3 separate regions of the Mus musculus genome follow, and all the other regions are linked to region 1. A link is a contact called in public Hi-C data. All regions are on one chromosome and are shown on one strand. The core of a region is the stretch at or near the end of the contact, and the rest is flanking DNA. Distances in the headings are between cores, read along the strand shown. Region 1 overlaps Gm40677 (a long non-coding RNA gene). Region 2 overlaps 1700023F02Rik (RIKEN cDNA 1700023F02 gene). Region 3 has its middle 62 kb from the start of Gm40677.

Region 1 (3,613 bases), core at 261-2,760:
GTGAAGTAAATATACTGTTCATACAACAGATAGTAGAGTATCCCAGAGAGGAGCTGATGCATCTTTCAGTGATCCAGAAGCAGAGGAGGTTGATCTTGGCAGAATAAGAGGTTGTCTAATGGGGACTTCCATGGTTCGGTCTTCCCCACTAAAACCAAGGGAGGGAGCAAATGAGCTTCCTTCTCAGTTGCCCTGATATGGAGCCAGAGGGACAGTGTAGCAGAATAGAGACATGAAGATATTCTATATTCAAAGTATCTAAAGTAGTCTTTATGAAATCACTTTTCAGTCTTCCCCCTTTACCAACTCTTGTTTAATTTTCTCACCAATCGGACTATAGTTTCAGATGCTCCATCAAGCTTTCCCATCACAGGCTCATGGGCTCCATCCAATAAACATCTTTCTCCCATCTTAGGATCTCATCCAGTCACCTTCGCTGCATTTGAGTGCTGTATCTTCTCTTCTGGGTGGTTTGTAACACCAGAGTCCCTGGGCTCCTTCTCAGCCCTTCTTGGGCACCTTTATTTGATACTTCTGACTTGAAAGTCCCTTAAGAACTCTGCCTTCTCTTCTTCTTTTATATTAACTTACATCCATAGCAAATGCAATGATTCTTGATAGATTTAATGGTTGTAACATAGTGTACATTTAGTTTTCTATAGTTACTTGATAATGGTTTCCTCTATTGAAACTATCCTCTATTGAAAGTTCTGTGTGGACTTACCATAGACAGTCCAAACTGATAATTCCCCAAGGAGTCCCTGATTTTCCTCTCCAAGTAATACTCCTGCCGCCTTCTCCATCTTAGATGTTGTCCTCTGGCCCCCTTGGACAAAGGAAGGAAGCTGGAATCCTGACAAATTCCTCCACACTTTCCCTTCTCTCATGATTCCACCCTAGTCTTCCATTCTTACAGTGCATCACTTCCTGCTTGCTGAATCTCTGTAGAGTAAATTGCAATCTGCTGTAAGACACCACCTTGTCTTTCTGGGCTTGCTAACCCTGAATTTCCTTTTGCACTTCTCATGTCCCTTCTCCAACCCATGGCCACAACGACATTTAATAAAGAAGCCAGATAATCCCATTCATTGGTTTCAATATTCCTGTATGTCCACTAGTGTCCCCAGAGTAAATTTTAGCACCCCTGCAATACCATCCAATGGCCTCGATATGGTCATAGTAGTTATGTGGCTATTCCACCTTACGTGCTATTCCAAGTACTAATCATCTTTACATAAATATTGTATAATTAATCTTTATATCCATGGGGTAACCTATTAAACAGAGCAAAATTAGAAAAGAGTGAAGTCAGGATTCCGATCCAGGTGACTCCACCCCGCAACCCCTATCATGCTTTGTTATTTCTCACAAGCAAAGGCATGGACAAAGAAATGAGGACATTGCTCAGCGAGGCATGAAATGAAGGGCGCTCAACCATCTCTAGATTCATACTGGGAAGCCAAGCTCCTGCACACAAGCCCGGCCTGAGAAGCTTTGGCTGCTCTGCCCTGGTTTCCAGCCAGCAGTGGGCCCGGACTGTACATGAATAGTCATTTCCTTCTTTCTTTCCGTCCAAGTGCAGCATCGACAGGGGCAATTCCAGATCTTGGCTTGACCAGTGCTTGTAGGTAGCAGACCAAGAGCAGCAGTTCCAACGGGAGGGAGCATGAGTGTAGTACATTGTTTTTCATAATTCTCACAGGCATGTACCAGAACCCAACAACTTCCTTGTCAAGAGATCAAGTGTTGCTGTTGCTCCCCCAACACCAAATTTTAGCACACCTGCCAATTTCCATATGCTGTGACTAATCAATACCACAGTCCTAAAATAATAGGACAACAGAGTTGGCTCTGCACAGTATTCTGTGGAAAGTGTCGATGGAATGAAGACTGGTTCTTGTTAATAAGGCAACAGGGATAGACAGAGAATTTAATGAACTTTAGCAAAAGTCAGTGTAAAAGAATACGACAAAAACTGCAAAATGCTGTTAGAGACCTCAGAGGGAGGCATCCATTCTGCTAGAGGAACAAGGGGGACATCATAGAGTGGGGAACAGGCCTTTACTAATTCAAAAGTGTGTATTCAATGCCTAGTGTATTGTAGGCTCCAGGTGACTGTCTCATCTATGCCACAGCTCTTATTAATCAAGACAGAAGATTCAGATAGCAAAAAAGGGAAAATCTTCTGATGCATCTTAGGTAATACTCATTTTAAAATATTTATTTATTTATTTATTTATTTATTTATTTATTTATATTGTAGACACTGCCCCCTCCCAGTCCTCCCCACCCCCTCCCTTTGTCCTCTGATGGAGGGAGGGTTCTGGGTATTTCCTCTACCCTGGTGCATCAAGTTAGATTAGGTGCATCCTCTTTCACTGAGGCTAGACAAGGCAGCTCTGTTAGGGGACAGATACCAGTTAGGCTACAGTTTTAGGGAAAGCCTCTGCTCCAGTTGAGATGGAAAATTATCTCCCCATTGAAATGTTTCCTTATTTATCATGAGGACCTGTCTTGATAGGGGAGTATAGAAAATGGAACCAGAAAGCCCCTTGCTTTAGAGTAAAATCCCCAGAAATGAACTGCTGTCAATGGTCAGGTACTGGAGACTTGCAGTTCCCTGGACTGCTATAGAAATTAATGTTGTCACAGGGCATGTGTTTCCTAAGAAGGCATGCTTCTATATGTTGATTGTATCTTAGGGCTTCCATTGCTGTGAGGAGACACCATGACCATGGCAACTTTTATGAAGGAAAACAATTATTTGGGGTTGGCTTACAGTTCTGAGGTTCAGCCCATTATCATTATGGTGGGAAGCCTGGCAGTGCACATGCAGGGCTGGTTCTGGAGAAGGAGCTGAGAGGTTTCTGTTTGTTTGTTTTTTGTTTTTTTTCGAGACAGGGTTTCTCTGTGTAGCCCTGGCTGTCCTGGAACTCACTCTGTAGACCAGGCTAGCCTCGAACTCAGAAATTCGCCTGCCTCTGCCTCCTAAGTGCTGGGATTAAAGGTGTGCGACACCGCTGCCCAGCAGAGCTGAGAATACTATATCCGCTTTGACAGGCAGCAGGAAGAGAGAGTGACCCTGAGCCTGACTTGGGCTTCTGAAATCTCAAAGCCTACCCAAGAAACACACTTCCTCCAACAAGGCCACACCTCCTCCAACAAAGCCACACCCACTCTAACAATGCCACACCTCCTAATAGTGCCTCCCTATGAGCCCATGGAGGTCATTTTTATTCAAACCAACACAGCTTGAAAATACTCTTAAAGTAGTCTGTTTAAATGATTTATGTTCTTATTAAATAGCCTCTTGCCTTTTCTCCAGATATGTCTAGTACTTTGTTCAATTACACCATATCTTTGTGTAGTAAAGATGGGAATTTTTTTTTTTTTTTGTGTGTGTGCTATGATAAATGTTTAAAGCAGACATGATAGCTACTCTGGGAAGAATACAGGAGATAGGAGGGGACATAACTGAGAGGACAATCAGACAGTGAGAGAAACAAGAGGAAGCAAGTACCTGACTTGTCTATTATAATGTTCACATTCCTGACCTTCAGCAGAGCTGTTGTAAGCAAAATCTGTTGGGTTTTGATTTGGAGAATCAAGAGGA
Region 2 (3,944 bases), core at 1,055-3,554, 180 kb after region 1:
TAAATACTTTGAATATCATGTATAAAACAGAATATGAAAGTGATAATTTGGATATAAGGCTATTTGGACTCATTTTAATACAAAATATAACATAAAGTTGGTTACTTAAATATAAAATTGTCATGATTTCACAAGAAAATACTTAGGACAATTAGAATGATCTCTACGGGCACTATCAAATTGAGTATTGATCAGTCAATCAAAAATCAGTTAAAGCAGAAAGTTTTAAAAAATAGTTCTTTTAAATTAAAACAAATATATATACATATTAGATATTAAAATTTTAAATTATAATTTTTAAGTTAGCATACTTTTATTGTAATATCCTCCTCCATAATTTGTTCTCATTCATTTCCCTTCCATGCTCTACAATGTCTCCTCTTCCTCATTTCCCACAAGCTGTTCCCTCCTGCTGGTTCTTTTTCTTGTCCCAGTTGGTGAGCCTGCTGCTTCTTACGTACATGCATATGTTACTCTATTTCCTACTTTCCTTACTCTGTCTCTTACTGTCTCTCTCATTCGCTCATGATCTCTGTTCTAGTTTTGTGACCTAAACACACACAGACACATACACACAATCACATCTAGGGTGAGTCTATTTTCTGACAATCATGAATAGTGCTGAGTGAATGTGGATGTAGTAGTATCTCTGTGGTATGTTGCCTGATAGGGTTTTCAAAACTAAGTATACCTGAACCATACGGTTGTTCTTTATGTTTATTTATTGAAAATCCTCTACATAGATTTCCATATTGGCTAGACCAGTTTACACTTCTACTGATAGTAAATAAGGATGCCTCCTTCTCCACATCTTTGTGAGCATTCATTGTCATCTGTTTACTTGATAGTAGCCATTCTGACTGGGGAGGTAGAATCTATAATTTGTTTTAATTTACATCTCTCTTGTGGCTAAGAATATTGAACATTTTAAAAGATTTTTTGACAGCTTGTATTTATTTATTTATTTATTTATTTATTTATTTATTCTTTGAGAGCTCTGGTTCTTTAGCCTAAATATCAAAAGGCAGTTTTGTGTTGTTGTTGCTTAATTTGGCTGTTTTTAATATATCTTCAATATTAATTCTCTGTCAGATATGTAGACAGCAAATTTTCCCTTTCCATAGTGTCCCATTCGGGTTTTTGGTTGCCTTTCTTGTGCCAAAGTCTCTCAATGTCATGCAACCCTGTTTATCAATTCTTCATTATTTCTTGTGCTATATGAAAATCCCTGATTATATCCCGAAGTGTTTTATGTATGTTTTCTCTAATGGTTTCACAGTTATGGGTAGTACATTAAAGCTTTTGATACCTTAGGAATTAGCTATAGTGCAGCATGAGAGATACTGATCTGGCTTCATTTGTCTACTTGGGAGCATCTCCTTTTCCAAACTCCATGGTCCTGAGGAATGTGTACGACCACTGTGTACCCAAGATAATCTCTTCATCTTCAAATACTTATCTGCAGACTGACCTGACTCAGTTATAGGAACATGGAATATACTTGGATATTTCAGTCATTGTGTGCTACTTTAGGCTTCTTCTTCTCTGTGATGGGAAAGGACAAGACAATTTTAAATCATTTAAGTTTATTTAGGACGAGCATGCCTCAATGAGTGGTCATTATTCTTCATACTTGAAAATAATTGAGAAGAAGATTGGTTATTTTACTGGGCAGTAGAGACCATCACAAGGGGGAGGGAAGGGAGAGAGGGGAGGGGGGAGGGGAAAAAGGGGAGGAGCAGTAGAGGGAGCGGAATAGAGCAAGCGAAGATCGAGCCATGCAGAGGTAATATAGAAGATAGAAACACATGTTTTGTTTTTAAATATTGAGTAGAGGAACCCAATTCACGAATACTCAGAATCATAGGAAATGAGGAGGAAAGAATCTGAATGACAGGACACTGGCTGCACAACATATCATTGGAAAATGGCATGATCAGAGCAATGGATATGAGAAATGAAGTCATAGTAATTTGTAGATTCCTTTTATCACATTCACTTCCCTTCACCCCGTGTGTATGTGTGTGTGTGATTTTGTGCTTTCACAGTGTTAAATCCACCAAGTCCTAGATGAGATGCTTAGGTGTATAAGCTTTCAAGTGTGTGACAATTAGTCTGCTAGTTGACTACTTGGTGCATGAGAAATCACCTATCACAGAGAACTTAAGGCATCGATCTATTTAGTCTTGATTCCAAATGAAGTAGCCAGTGGGAAGTTTCTGGAAATCTGTTGGGCTTGGCAGGGCTCTCTTGTGTGCCTGTAGTCAACTGCCAGGTTGCCAGGTGGCTTTACTGGCCCCATTTGGGCTCTCTTTCATGTGCATTAGGCCCCCAGCTGAGACATCTGTCCCAATTTACTGTCCTATGCATGTCTCATCCTAAGAGCCAAACTGGTCATATCCTGTTCTTTTTGAGATTATAACGAAATTACATCATTTCTGCTTTCCCTTTCCTCATTCTCATATACTTCTCCTCTCTGTCTTTCAAATACATGTCCTCATTTATCATTAATTGTTGTTATATGTCTATATGAGTGTGTATATATATGCATTCCTAAATATATATGCACACACACAAATATATATATATATATATATATATATATATATATATATATATCACAAACATAAAATTATATGTTACATTTTTTTTCAGAGATTACCGTCTTGGTATTTTGGTATTGGATAACCAATTCATGAGCTCTTCTCTGGGAAAGGCTTTCGCCTCTTTTAGCATTCCTTAGTTGCCTGTAGTTTTTGTATGGGTTTGAGGCCTTGTGGGTTTTCTCCCTGACTTCCTTAGCATGTTTTATTGTTTAAATCTTTGTTCTCCATTTTTAGCTCATGTTTAGGTAGTCATGCTGGTGAGACTTTATAGGTGTAGCTTCTGACATTACTATGAGGCACAATCTCACAGCAAACTCCCTGATCCTCTGCCTCTTCTAATCTTTTGGCCTCCTCTTATACAATGCTTCCTGAGCCTTAAATGTGGAAATTGTATTGTATGCAAAAACATTGGAACTGGGATATAGGACTCTGTTGGTTATAGTTTTCTGTAATTAACTGTGTCTGTTGCAAAGAGAGACTTCCTTGATTAGGAATGAAGACTATATTTTTCTGTGGGTATAAAGATAAACATTTAAAATATAGTTATGGATTATGTTGTTTTAGTAAAGTGGTGACTATAGGTTCTATTCGAATAAGCATGGTTTTACTAGCCTTGGGTAGTTGGATAGGTTTCTAGAACTAGGCATGTTTTCCCTCTTGTCGAGTGGGTCTTAAGTCAAATTAGAGAGCTGTTGGTTACTACCAATGTATGCATGCCATTACGGCACCCTTAGGGTTCTCCTGCCTTGCTGGTTGTTGGTTATTGTTAACAGGAGATACAACTGGGTATGACAGTTGGATGCTTCTCTCCTTTAGAAACTTGCATGGTATCTTCTAGTAACATGAAAGCTAGTTTTTAGGGGGAAAGCATTCAGGCCAATTTTAGCTCAGATGTCTTTGAGCTCTGTATATGAAGTCCATGGTTTCTTTAGCAATAGAGACTTACTTTCCACCTCTAGTGGGCAACCAAGGGAAATACCAATAGCCTTGTAGTGTTTTATGAAAATCTGTTGGACAATGCTGGCCAACAGCTCAGAGGAGGGCTTCTCATGTGATGGTGTTGCTATTTTGTGAATATGTTGTGAAATTGTCCTTGGACCTTGACAATCACTGTTAGCCTAGATGAGAAGTGTTTATTTAGGATACATATATATATATATATATATATTCCCCCTCCCCCCCCATGGACTTACCTTTACTATAAGTTTTTACAAGGTAGATATCCTTATGATGGTTTTGGCCATCCTTAATCTTATTTTACTTCTTCCTTCCTCTTCTGTATCTATCTCCCTTCCTGTTCCTAGTTCCAGGCCCCTCTCTGGCTCTTTCCCCAATTTG
Region 3 (3,644 bases), core at 12-2,511, 220 kb before region 1:
AACATTGGTCAGGAAGTTCTACATAATGCTTGTTATTGCAGGAAGGGAGCCTTGGGTCTTCTGTTTCATGTTTTTCCTGTTGCTATGAGAAATCACCAGAAGCAAAGCAAACTCAAAGAAGGAAAGGTTCTTTTTGGCTAATCATTTCTTGGGGGAAGAAGATCCACCCTGGTGAGGAAGGGATGGAAGCTGGCCAACAGACAGCTTGTTATCTGCAATCAGGAGAGAGGACAGAGTGAGAGTAAGAGGGCAAGAGAGCAGAAAAGCTAGAGAAGAGAGAGATGGAGGGAGAAAGGGGGGGAAGGGGAAGGGAGAGAGTGAGGAGGAAGGGAGAGAGGGAGAAAAAGCAAGAGGCGGGGAGGGAGGGAGGGAGGGAGGGAGGGAGGGAGAGAGAGAGAGAGAGAGAGAGAGAGAGAGAGAGAGAGAGAGAGAGAGAGAGAGAGAGAGAGAGAGAGAGAGAGAGAGAGAGAGAGAGAGAGAGAGAGAGAGAGAGAGAGAGAGAGAGAATATATGCTCACTTTTCTTTTTTATTCAGGTCAGGATTCCAGCCCATGGAAGAGCTCACAGTTAGGTTAGGTCTTCCTACCTCAACTCAATGCAGAGACTCCCTCATTTAGACATTTCCAGAAGCTTGTGTCCATGATGCTTTTAGTTGATAATCTTTACTTTCCCACCACCTTTAAAGTTGTGGGTATAATGTCCAGCCCAGGAATTATTAAGAACGTTCAAGCTCAGACTGCACTTAACTAAATTACCCTTCATCCACTATGAGATTGTTGTCACGTTTTCCACTCTATAGACAGAAGCCTTTGCAATTCGTCTCATTTGTAACATCTCCATCCTTTAAAGTACTTGTCTCTTCACCCTGACATTCCAAACTGGTTCAGCGAGACACAAAGATGTCTCCGAAGGCGGTGGGACTATTAATGCTCAGGTTTAATGAAGTGACAAATCTGATTTCGACAACACTGGCTTACCGTGGGAAAAGTGCCAAACCTAGAATCAGTTTAATTCAATGAAAGCGATGCCTTGTGTAAACTCTACATATCAAATGGCCCCATGTGTGTGTGTGTGTGTGTTTGTGTGTGTGTGTGAATGCATACATGAAAATTATGCAAATATAATAGCACGAATGTAGGTCAGTTTGGAGTAGGCTTTTCATGCCTGCTGATTTTATTTTGCTATTCCTATCTCGAACTGTAGGTGCCAGCAGAGACTTGAGGAATTGCTTCTGCATGTCTCAAACCCCTTTCAAGATGTGTTAATGACTAGGAATGGCCTTGAGCCCAGGCAATCTTGAACTGACTTTACATTCCCAAGCCACAGTTGGCATCCCTTCACAGTTTTGCATTGTACTCTTGTGGTCAGAAGTGAGCACACATCTGTGGTCTGGGAACCTTACAGTGTCTTTTAAATAGGATTTTCCTTATTGGGTGACTGTCTCTGCTCTTTACTGGGGACCCACAGGTACCCCATATAGACTTCTGCTTTTGTTGCCAGTGCCCTGCCCCACCACATCTATTTGTCATACATTTAAGCTTCTTTTGGATCCCAGAGGTTTCTCCAAGATGAATGTATCAAACTTGGCCTAACTCTTGAGTCCTTTGCACCCAGACCCGTTCCCCCAGCCCCAGGGCACAGTATACTTGTATACCTGATACAGACAATCCTGCTGGGCTTCTGATTTGTCTTTAAGTTCTATAATGGATGACACACCACCTTTCTATCCACTAAATATCCCAATCTGTAAGTTAATGGTGCATAGACTTTCACTGTTCTTCCTCATGGAGTGCCATGAAACCACAAAAGAGGGTAAAAGGGAACAGGCTATGTCCTTGAAGACATTTGGGAAGGTATTAGTTAGGCCATTGACAAAATATGCGTGATAGTCATTGCTACAAATAGCCAGCTACACAATCCACATAATTTGCCTGCTTAATATTTTACCTCTATGTTCCAACTCTTCCTAATTTGGATCTATAATAGTCTCATAATCCTGGTCAGCACTATAGCCGTAGATTTCTCTAGACCACCTGTATTAGTTATTCTCTTCATTGTTATAACTAAATACCTGACAGAAAGTGATGTAAGAGGAAAGGTTTGTCTTGGTTCACAGTTCCAGAGTCCAGGTCATAGTATGGACTCATGGCGGTAGGAGCCGCAGACAGCAGCCCAATGCAGCTGGTCACAAGGAACCTACAGCCAGGAAGCAGAGAGAGATGCATGCTGGGGCTCAGCTCACTTCCTCCTTTTCAGCCTGGGACTCCACCCATAGGATGTCATCCGTCATCTTCATTCAGGGTGAATATTCCTTGCTCATTTCAATATTTCTAGAAACACCCAATAGCTATGCCCAGAGGCATGTTTCCATGGTGATTCTAAACTAGTAAAGTTGACAGTGAACATAAACCATCACGTTGTATTTGCTTCTGTTGGGAACCTGCAGGGAAAATTGCTGAATTTAAACTACTTTAAATTTTATTGGTGAGTGAATTCAGTTCACAAGTTGATGTGGTGATTAGTTTCCGTTCGTATTTTGTCTAACCTAAAACTATTACCTAAACCGCTGTTCCATCGCCACCAAAGTGGAGGCGAATGTTTCCTCTGTGGGAAATTTACTTCTTGATGAGCTTTAGACTGGAATGTAGATTTTTGGATCTCCATTTCTCAGTTGAGGAATCCGGGTAGATTCTTTTACTAGGGTAGGTTTCCTTTCTCAGGGGCACCATGAATGGTGAATCTTATCTGATAGCATGGGTGCAACAAGTACTTAATTCTATTTCGGGACACAAGGAAAAAGGCAGAAGAGTGCATATCTGACTGTCAATGTGAGGTCCCTGAACAGTGAGACAAAAGGGAAGGCGAGAGGAGGGGCAAGAAAAGAAGAGAAAAAAAGAGTGGAAGGTGGTATTCTGCTGTGTGTTCACACACAGAGAGATAGCACTTTCTTCAAGATGGGGGATGGACATGAGTCCATCCCCCATCTCCCACCTCCACTCCAACAACCCCCTACCTTCCCCCCAATCCCCCCATCTTGAAGAAAGTGCTGCAAACTTGCTTATCATCTGTTTGGTGAGAAAAGCAAGCTGCCAGTTGTGTGAGAGTCTCTTCAGGGAACATCAAGCTCTCTCTGGAGGTGTAGATGCTGGGGTGTGCTTGGATGGATGAATGTGAGGGAGTGGCCTGACAGCCTTGCTGTGAGGAACAAGGGCTGAGTGGCAGAGGAGACTGGGGTGATTGTGGTCTTGCATGCTTCAGAGATGACCCATTCTTAGCTCCCACCTTGCAAACACCCAATTTGCTCTTGTAATTTGAAGCACTTACAATGAAAACAACAACAAAAAATGAATCCAAGAGACCCATTAAATGCTTGATGTTCGTTTTCTGGCCCAAGAGATCTGAAATGGCTGTTCAAACACAGGCTGGTGGTATATCCAGCGTAGAGAGAGCACCTTTAAAAAACCAGATGACTCTTCACTGGTTGATGTGACAGTCCCTGACTTTCTAGGGTTTGGTATGGTATGAGTTTTATTGTCATTCCCCTTTAACAATGGCACATGGGACATGGAGTTATTGGTCATTTTACAGCTCATAATAATGATTACCAGTGTATATCAGTGGAAGTGTAATTGTTATCTCTAGGC

What was found. Hi-C and Micro-C count contacts between places; a contact is called where the count stands out from the background.
Region 2: a contact with region 1 is called in a Hi-C map of cerebellum, with 2.4 times the contacts expected there. The contact joins two enhancer-like sites. A contact is called at or near these places in 4 of 484 Hi-C or Micro-C datasets (brain, cerebellar granule neurons and cerebellum).
Region 3: a contact with region 1 is called in a Hi-C map of cerebellum, with 1.7 times the contacts expected there. The contact joins two enhancer-like sites. A contact is called at or near these places in 6 of 484 Hi-C or Micro-C datasets (the AML12 cell line, cerebellar granule neurons, cerebellum and 2 more).

Annotation. Positions count from the first base shown.
Region 1 is chr10:66,355,803-66,359,415 of GRCm38.p6, reverse strand. The region is part of intron 2 of Gm40677 (a long non-coding RNA gene); the gene reads left to right. Among named protein-coding and RNA genes, the nearest start is that of Gm22594, 130 kb to the left of the region's middle. Within about 2 kb of position 1,510, at least 9 of the 459 cell types and tissues checked have an H3K27ac peak or open chromatin away from gene starts, as enhancers often do. A contact at or near this core is called in cerebellar granule neurons and cerebellum, where this site is marked.
Region 2 is chr10:66,179,786-66,183,729 of GRCm38.p6, reverse strand. The region is part of intron 2 of 1700023F02Rik (RIKEN cDNA 1700023F02 gene); the gene reads left to right. Among named protein-coding and RNA genes, the nearest start is that of Gm22829, 11 kb to the right of the region's middle. Within about 2 kb of position 2,304, at least 2 of the 459 cell types and tissues checked have an H3K27ac peak or open chromatin away from gene starts, as enhancers often do. A contact at or near this core is called in cerebellar granule neurons and cerebellum, where this site is marked.
Region 3 is chr10:66,572,623-66,576,266 of GRCm38.p6, reverse strand. No RefSeq gene overlaps it. Among named protein-coding and RNA genes, the nearest start is that of Gm40677, 62 kb to the right of the region's middle. Within about 2 kb of position 1,261, at least 7 of the 459 cell types and tissues checked have an H3K27ac peak or open chromatin away from gene starts, as enhancers often do. A contact at or near this core is called in cerebellar granule neurons and cerebellum, where this site is marked.